2 separate regions of the Mus musculus genome follow, and region 2 is linked to region 1. Evidence: chromatin contacts called from public promoter capture Hi-C data. All regions are on one chromosome and are shown on one strand. The core of a region is the stretch at or near the end of the contact, and the rest is flanking DNA. Distances in the headings are between cores, read along the strand shown.

Region 1 (4,369 bases), core at 796-3,295:
GTAACAATGTGGTGCAGGCAAAGACTACATGTCCTTTTTTCACTGTATGCTTCATGCCTTTCTCTAGTGCAAACTACCAGAGACACTAGGCATCCCTGCAGAGAGAAAAGCTGAAGTCTCCTCTCTCCTAAAAGAGCATGAAATGAAGCAGATTGTGGTGACCAAGATCAATAATACTATACATATTAAAGAGTCAGCGAAGTACACTTTTAAAACACATCATTTAGATCTGCCAAGAAACACTAGTTTCCTAGTAACACTGGGCTCCAGCCCCACGAGGCTGCTCTCACGTAGCAGATCCATTTGACCTGGGCACTCACATGCATCTCACAGAGTGGATTTCAGCCCATGTCCTACTGTGATTGCTCTCCTGCTGTGGGGACAGAGGCTTCCTGTGAGCTCCCAAAAAATGCTATCTGATCTCACAGTTAAGATCTTGCTCATTAACGATTCTCCTTATCCTATTGCATGCTAAGCAACCCTGTATTTCCAAAACCCCTGCCTCATAGCTTCTTCTACAGTATCCCGTCTGTTAGGGCACATCCTAAGGTTATGATCTGGCCTTAGAAAGTAAACTGCCACCCTGGGACAACCAACTGGAGTCATCACCAATCAGGATACATCTGCCTGCCACACTGGCCCAGCCAGGCATGCCCCGCCTTTCTGCTTCCTTAGATCACTTCTGGAGCCACTAGTTTTATACCTAGTCCTCGGAGAAGTAGATGCCAAGGTGGGATTAAAAGTGCAGAGATCAGGAATGCCCATGTGAAGATGAGGAGAGGGAGAAGCAGGAGGCTGGGAGAGCGATCTCATGGGCTCGCCACCACGCAGGCCAAGAAGCTTGGCTGGAAGAAGATGAGCCCTAGTCTGTCTGCTTGCAGCCTATACAGAACAGCTTAGTAAAAACCCTAAGAGGAAACCCTAAGCCCAGTCAGTCAACAATGGATTCCCACGTATGCCAGGAATAGCTCTGCCTTTGTCTCTCTGCTGCCAGAGCTCGAGGACAGAGAGCAGACCTTGGCAAGTGTAGCCTCCATGGAGTCAAAGTCAGGTTCCTAAGGCCCTCCCGTCAAACAGGCTTCTGACTGGGGAGTCAGAGGCATGCTGCCTGGACCATTATGTTTCCTTTGTCAATCAAACAACCTCATGATGCTGACCTGGCCAGAGTTTTCTAAGTGTAGGGGCTTTGGGGGGAGGGATGCAGAGTCAGAGAGCATGGATGGAAACTCAAGCTCTGCTTCTTAGAAACGCACAGTTACTTTCTTGGTGCTGTGTCTCACTCTCACCTTCTACTTGTAAAGCACTGAGATCCACAGCTGTGGCACATTTGTCCTGGAAACAGACTCCCGGCTGAAGGGAAGTGTACCCCCTACACATGGTGACACAAAGTCCTGAGTGACCAGCGCTCACTGCTGCACCCTACCTCGTCCATACCTGCAGCTGCCAAATCCCCACGGCCAAGGCCTTACCACTGCTATCCCTTTCTGCGCTCTGTTGTCCCTTCTTCAATTTTCCCATGCAAACTACCATGCCTCCAGCCTTAGACTTCCAAGATGTCCTTACGTCTCTTGCCTGTGAAGTTTCAGCCTCCAGTCAGCTCAGCCATTCTCATGAAGCATCAACTGTCATTTCTCTGCTAGCCAGTGTCACATCCAAATCTAAAAGCAGAGCCCTGGGTGTCTGTTCTCGATCTTGACTTGACACTTCAAACTCAGCTTCGCCAAACCAACATCGTGGTTTCACTTACACAATTTGTATCCTAATACACCCATTGTCAAAAACCGCTAAGCATCGTTTTTCAATTTTACATTAGCTGTTGGTTTTGGCTAGATGAGAATAGATTATGAATTTTTAATACAAAAAAAAACAAGAGTACACATTTGTAATGGGAGGGTACATAAAAATGAATCCCAAAAATGATAAACTACAGTCTTCCACTAAAAATAAAAATAGTGTTAGCAGAGCCCAGGCTCCAGACATACACTCCTCTGCCTCTGCCTCCATCACTTGCTCCACAGCAGAGAGTGTTGGCTAAAATAGAACACTCTATTCAGACACATCTGAGAAGCACAGCAGTGCTGCCATTTCAGGCACAGGGGACAATTTACACTCAAACTATGAATCCTTAAATAAATCAGGCTTGAGAGTATCCACCTGCCCGGCTGTCTGAGCTTAGGAATCATACTGCCTTTCTCGGTCTGACTGTGCACTCATCTCTATGCTAACCAGCAGCAGCTTCGGATCAACTGTAGGTTCCGTTCTACGCTGACTTTCTCCATCACTGTCTCCTGTCGCACCCATGTTCTCTTGTCAGCCTCAGCACCGTATGCACAAATGGCTCCAGCTGCGTGGCCACGATTCCTGGGGTGCATCTGATTTTCCTTCCTGGACCTTCTATGAGCTCCACCCACTCTCTCTCACTCGTGCAGGCATGTGTGTACACACACACACACACACACACACACACACACACACACACACAGTGCTTTAAAATTACAGTATAGCTCGGACATAAAGGTTTGCTTGGCAATCTGGTGGGGATTAGACCAGCATCAAAACTAGTTATGCACTGGAGAAACCAAGAACCCATCCTGGATTTCCCTAGACTACCACCATCATCAAATACCCTAGAGTCTAGGCTAGTACAGAATAATTACTGTATACAGCAAAAGAAAACCTTTAAAAGTACTAAATTATTCTAAGATAAAGTTAGGGTCCATTCTAGATTTTGATTCTTTGTTTTCCTGACGGCAAACTTACTAACCTAGATATTTGGAAAGTGATTTTATCAGAGGGGTGGACCTGTCCCCACATCCAGAGGAGGTCCTGGTCTTTCTGAAATGAACTTACTGAAATGGTTCTGATCTTTCAAGCTGGTATGTATCTGTTTGCAGAAATCAATGGTCACAAGCCAGAAAGTTGTCTAGTGAAGACAAACTAAAGCTAAAGACCCTCCTAGAAACTAAATTCTCAAAACGGACACCGGGATTTCATACTACTTCTGTGATTCTTAGCATTCTAATTTAGCGTGTTCACCTACATTCTTGTTTTAATTTGCTTTGAAAGGGTTACACAGCAGGGCTGTGTTTGCATACCTGAAGTAAAATATACTTAGGATTTAAGCAAAAGATAAAAATAATCAAAAAGCCTATTCCTCTATCCCATACAGAAGGAAGACCTAACTGAGACCCATTTTCTCAAAACTAATGTAAATTGTTGCACTGAAGAATTCAACAACAGCAATAATAGGCAGGGGTGGGTGCTAGCTACAAATTAAAACATCCTGCTTGAGGTTTTAAGAGAGTGAAACAACAATACAACTTAGCTAACTCCAGACACCGCCAGCCCTAATAGGAGATTCTTCATGCTGACATTACAAATGCCCCCTTGTGGACAAACCTGATTATTACAATATATAGCACTGTTTTATATCTATATCTATCTATATCTATATATCTATATATATCTATATATCTGACATCAGTTTGTGAGTATGTCTGTGGAAGTTGCACCTAAAAACTGATGATTCGTAACAAAGACAAACTGGGAAGGGGGCTGGAGAGACGTTTAGCTGTGAAAAGTACTTCAAGCTGTGCTAGAGGGCCCGGGTCTAGGTCTTAGCACGCACATCTGGAGGCTCACAACAGCCTAGAGCTCCAGCTCCAGTGAACCCAATGCCCTCTAACCTCTCCAGGCACTACACACGCATGCTGCCCATGAATTCCTACAGACACACACTCATAACCAAAAATAAAATAATAGGTAAATCTTTTTTAAAGTCAGAAATTCTGAGATGTTGTATATTCATAGCCTGGCCCATAAAAATAATTTTATTCATTTACTCTGTCAACCTAAAGTGAAAATTGAAAAAAATATATATACAAGTATTATATGTCTGAGCAACACAAATTCTGTCCTTTCTTCTGAAAACTAAGACAGCATGTCTTTGTTTCTTAGGGATCTAGAGACTGCTCAGTCCTTGGTGACACACTTACGTGAACATGGGCCTTGTTTCTTGTTCCTCGTTGCTAGATTCTCAATCCCTGCTGCTCAGAAACCCTCTTCTCCATGTTACCAAGAAATACTTAAATATTAAATGTCACTCTTATGAGCTACAGAGTCGTTCTGAGGGTAAGGTCCAGGCATGAAGAAGCAGGTGATCAGTGAGTTTGCTTCCGTAAGGAGAATTTTTCAGGCCACACTACATAGGTCCTGTTAAAATTCTACCTGTAACTTAGGAAGGCTCTTACAACAGCTGTAGCAGCCATGCTTAAAAGTGCCACAAGATGGCGATGTGAGCCACCAGAGGAGGGAAAAACCTGGTTTGTCCAATTTCAGAGAGAGGGAGGAGGGATATTTTCCTGTCTTT
Region 2 (4,369 bases), core at 1,256-3,755, 130 kb before region 1:
GCTGGCTCTCCCCATGGAGCCAGTCACTCTTTCCCAGTCCTCTAAAGTAATGTTCTTATTCTCCCCATTCTCTCTCTTAAAAATATTTTTATTTGATGTGGATGGGTATTTTGCTTGTAGGCATCTCTGTATACTATGTGTGGGAAGCATTTGTAGAAGGCAGAAGATATTGGATCCCCTGGAGTTGGAGTTATAATATGAGCCACCATGTAGGTTCTGGGAAATCCAACCTAGGTCCTCTGGAAGAAAAGCCAGTGCTGTTTATCACTGAGTCATCTCTCCAGGACCACCCTCCTAGAATTCACAGTAGAATCTAATAACTCAATTTCTTTGCCAAGTTCATTTAGTTTATGGCTTTCCTCTATAATCTGTATACCAGTGTCTTCCTAACTGTATCTTCCAGGCCAGTCCTGTCTGCTGAATTTCACGTTGTACCCAACGGCCCTTCATGGCATCTCTACTTGCATGACTAATGGAGATCTCAAACTCATTGTGCTTAATATTGAACTTGTACATTTCTCACATCCTTAAATCTAGGAAATCCCTAAATCTAGGAAAATCACTTCTCACATGTAGAATGTAGTCAAGAAAGCTGTTGGCCCAGTCAGATACTCAAGTGACCACAGTACTGACGGTTGACTGGCTTAACTTTCTCAAAGTAGCCTACTCTGAATCAGCTACCAAAACACAACAAATATTGTACTATCCCCACAGATATTAAAGTTGAGCTGTCCATAGGCATCCAAATTACATAATATTGTGACAATAATGATTATAACTATTTTGTTGTATCATAATGTGCATAAATATGTGTAATTCACAGTTATCACTATGTGGGTTCTAGGATATTTTGGTTTAAACAGCATGTTCTAAAATGATCTAACAGTCCTCCGAACTAGCACAAGATAGGCTGGAGAGATGGCTCAGTGGTTAAGAGCACTGGCTGCCCTTCCAAAGGACCCAGTTTGGTTCTTAGCATCTACCTGGTGGCTCACAAGTGTCTAAAACTCCAATTCCAGGGGATTTGACAACCTCATCTAGTCTAGAGTCACTGTACACATGGGATGCCCAGTCATACATGAGGCAAAACATTCATACACATAAAATAAAAATATATCGTTAAAGGCATTAGAAAGCACATAAGAAGCAAGGTTTAATATTCTACTTCTGCCTATAGCAAACACTTTCAGAAACAGCTTTATTGAGGTATTTATATACTGTAGAATTATTCAGCTAAATGGGTTATTCAACAGTGAATGGCCAGCCCGACAATATAGTTTTAAACCTCTTTTGTCATCAGTCTCTGCTTCTACCTGCAGCCCAGGCAGCTACTGATTCACCACTACAGATTTGGCTCTTTTGGAAAGCTGATGCAGTTCAAGGGTCCTCAGTGTTTACCTCACCAGACATTCACACATGTTATCTTAACACTGACGCAGCCATCAGTCATGTATTTTAGACAATGAACAAGAGATGGAGAGAAGTCATCCAACCTGTCCAAGGACAAGCAAGGGATTCTTAGTTTGCAAAAATAACGTACCTATCAAAGCACATGAAGATCCAGAGCAGAGTACAAGGAATGTACAGAAATCCATTAGCCAAAACAAAGCAGAGAGGATGAATAGTGCATCGGCTAGATTGAATTCCAACCCCATTCACCATCGTACAAGTGAGCCCTCACAAAGAACATGGCTTATCTGGCTCAAACATGAGCTATGGAAAGATGCACACACTTGACCTTGGGACCAGAATGACAATGTTTCTATCTCAATGTCAAGGAGCAACACTTATCCATAAAAATAGCATAGGGACACAGTGACAGATTGGCATGTCCTCTGCTGCTGATGCCTAAGATTAGTGTATGAGACCACTGTAAAACATTATATAGCCAAAGTTAGAAATATATTTCTTTAAGAACTATAATTTCCCTTTTGTGCCAGTGTAACAAACATTGATTATAGTTTTTAATTGCTTAACTGGGTAACCATTTGGTGATAGTATTGTATGAAAGACAGTTCTTAATTCTTCAAACTAAATGATTATCAACTACAGATCAGATGTATTCCAAGGTCATCACCCTCCTCCAAACCACGCAAATACATACAACTGCTGCTTGTCTTTTTCCAGGTGCACCTTAAACTCAACTCCTAAACTTTCTCCTGCCCCTACCTCCCAAGCCCTGAGATCTCCCCCTCATTGTTTTACAATGTTAATTTAAGGAATAAGATCGTACAGTCTACTTGAAATATCATCACTACAGCAACAGATTCCCTTTGTTGAATAAATCATTTCCATCAAGTGTCTGATGAGGTAGAGCTGAAAGCCAGATGCTCTGAAAGGCTCCATCCTTATAGATACCCATAGCTTTTATAACCACTAGGAGAACAAGGTCAGAATTTATAAGATTCCCTCAGGCTGAAAATCAAGATGGAGGCCTCCCTTGACTGAACCTCAGGTTTCCACTGCCTGTCACTGCCAAGAATGAAGTCACTCGCAGCCAACATGCAGTTTTTTTAAAGCTTTGTGCAGCAAAGGCTGTTCCTTAGCAACCGATGTCCACAAATGGGTTTCCAAGGAAACCAGAAAGCCCAATTTATAAAGCTATAAAACAAAGCAACTGTAAAGGCAACATTAGACACAGAAAGTGGCTATTCTTATCATCGCTACTGACTACCTGACAGCAAAGCATGTTCTATTTTTAAAGTTTAAATGAGATAAACCATTGTTAAAAGCATGCCACATTTGATCCCTGACTTTAGCATCTTGGTGGACATTTTCAGGATTCAAATGAAAGATATCAAATATTTATATGTTTTAAAAAAATGGCTCTTGGAGGTGACGTGTTTTTAGAATCATCTACAAGGTACAAAATTATTTCCAGATCCCAAACAGAATTCTATGCTCTTCACTCCTATGTAAAATAAGACCTCTCTGCCAGCATGTTTCCGCTGGTTCTAACAATGCTTCACTCTAGCTTTCTGGACAGCAGATTTTTCTCACAGAGGAGGCAATAGATGGTTGTGCAGAAATGGGGGAAAGGATGAGGTTGGCTAAACATGGGAGTCACACATATGCCACACCTGAATTTTTCAAGAAATCAACAACATGTCCTATCGTTAAGAGTTCTTGCTCTGCCGGGCGGTGATGGCACATGCCTTTAATCCCAGCACTTGGGAGGCAAAGACAGGCAGATTTCTGAGTTTGAGGCCAGCCTGGTCTATAGAGTGAGTTCCAGGACAGTCAGGGCTACCTGTCTCAAAAAAAAAAAAAAAAAAAGAGTTCTTGCTCTAAGTAATAGCAGAGCCAACTGCTTGCTCTAAGTAATAGCAGAGCCAACTGCATTGGAATCCTGACTTTTTCAGATTTTAGAAATAAATAACTCAATGTATGTATCAAAGGTGGCTTGTCCCTAACAATGTGCTCTAAACCACTGGCCATGGCCAGCCCATTGGTAATCCTGCAATATCACGGACACATGTTTGCAGTAATGAGAGAGAAGGATGACTTCAAAGGCTTCACATCACCTAGTGTCAGTTTTACCAAGAAATGAGCTACGGCAGAAGAAGACCTGATGGTTTATGTTTAACGTGATGAAGAGTTGCTGGGAAAGAAAGACTAGAGTGGAGGAATGCAAGAAAGGAAAGCAGAAGGCTGAGCTGAAGCAACAGGACAAGCACCAATGCAAACCATGCCATGGCAGATCCAGGCACAGACAAAGCCGGGCGGGATATCTGGCCATGCCTAAGCATCAGAGCAGGAGTTAGGGATTGTGCAGAAAGCTTCCAGGACATCTGCCGTTCTCTTCCACTGGTTGGAGCTAATAAAACCCTCAGGAAATACTCATCAAGGTCAACAGGAGTGGGCTGATTGGTCTGTTTCCTGCAGGAGACTGAAAGTCAACCATGTTCTAACCTTTCCCAGACATTACTCATCCTGGGCTATACTAATCCTGTCTGAAAATATTCTGTACAGAAATACACACGTTTTTTGCTTCTTACTTTATCTAATAGTTGGCTGTCTTGGATATATATCACTACTTCTAGTTTCCAGTCCCACAACATGCATTTGTCCTATTTTTCAAAAGAGGTGGGGGTAATGCTGATTTTAAATCAAGGGTTCTCAACCAGGGGTGATTTTTGCTTCCAAAAGAAAACTGACAAGTAGTTCTGGAGAAAAGCCTCTTTATACAGTTACACAGAGGGTTTGGGAGTTTTGCATTCCCCATATCACAAAACAAGTATTTAAATGGACACCAAACTTAATGCAACATTCATCAAATGACTAAACCAAAAGCAAATTTTAAAAGAAACCAATTAGAGTTGGATAATTTTTAACACAATGAAATTAAGAATTCAAGGTGAAGCCGGGC

What was found. Promoter capture Hi-C pulls out the DNA fragments that hold promoters and counts their contacts.
Region 2: a promoter capture Hi-C map of hippocampal neurons shows a contact between it and region 1, with 4 times the contacts expected there. The contact joins two enhancer-like sites. A contact is called at or near these places in 6 of 39 promoter capture datasets (the 3T3-L1 cell line, cranial neural crest, embryonic stem cells and 2 more), 1 of 15 datasets of contacts at CTCF or cohesin (the NIH/3T3 cell line), 4 of 484 Hi-C or Micro-C datasets (embryonic fibroblasts, embryonic stem cells, nephron progenitors and 1 more) and 1 of 9 other capture datasets (pancreatic islet).

The regions. Positions count from the first base shown.
Region 1 is chr3:55,152,122-55,156,490 of GRCm38.p6, reverse strand. The region is part of intron 4 of Ccdc169 (coiled-coil domain containing 169); the gene reads right to left. Among named protein-coding and RNA genes, the nearest start is that of Ccdc169, 14 kb to the right of the region's middle. Within about 2 kb of position 2,045, at least 9 of the 459 cell types and tissues checked have an H3K27ac peak or open chromatin away from gene starts, as enhancers often do. A contact at or near this core is called in hippocampal neurons, where this site is marked.
Region 2 is chr3:55,282,542-55,286,910 of GRCm38.p6, reverse strand. The region is part of intron 3 of Dclk1 (doublecortin-like kinase 1); the gene reads right to left. Among named protein-coding and RNA genes, the nearest start is that of Gm25132, 21 kb to the left of the region's middle. Within about 2 kb of position 2,505, at least 48 of the 459 cell types and tissues checked have an H3K27ac peak or open chromatin away from gene starts, as enhancers often do. A contact at or near this core is called in hippocampal neurons, where this site is marked.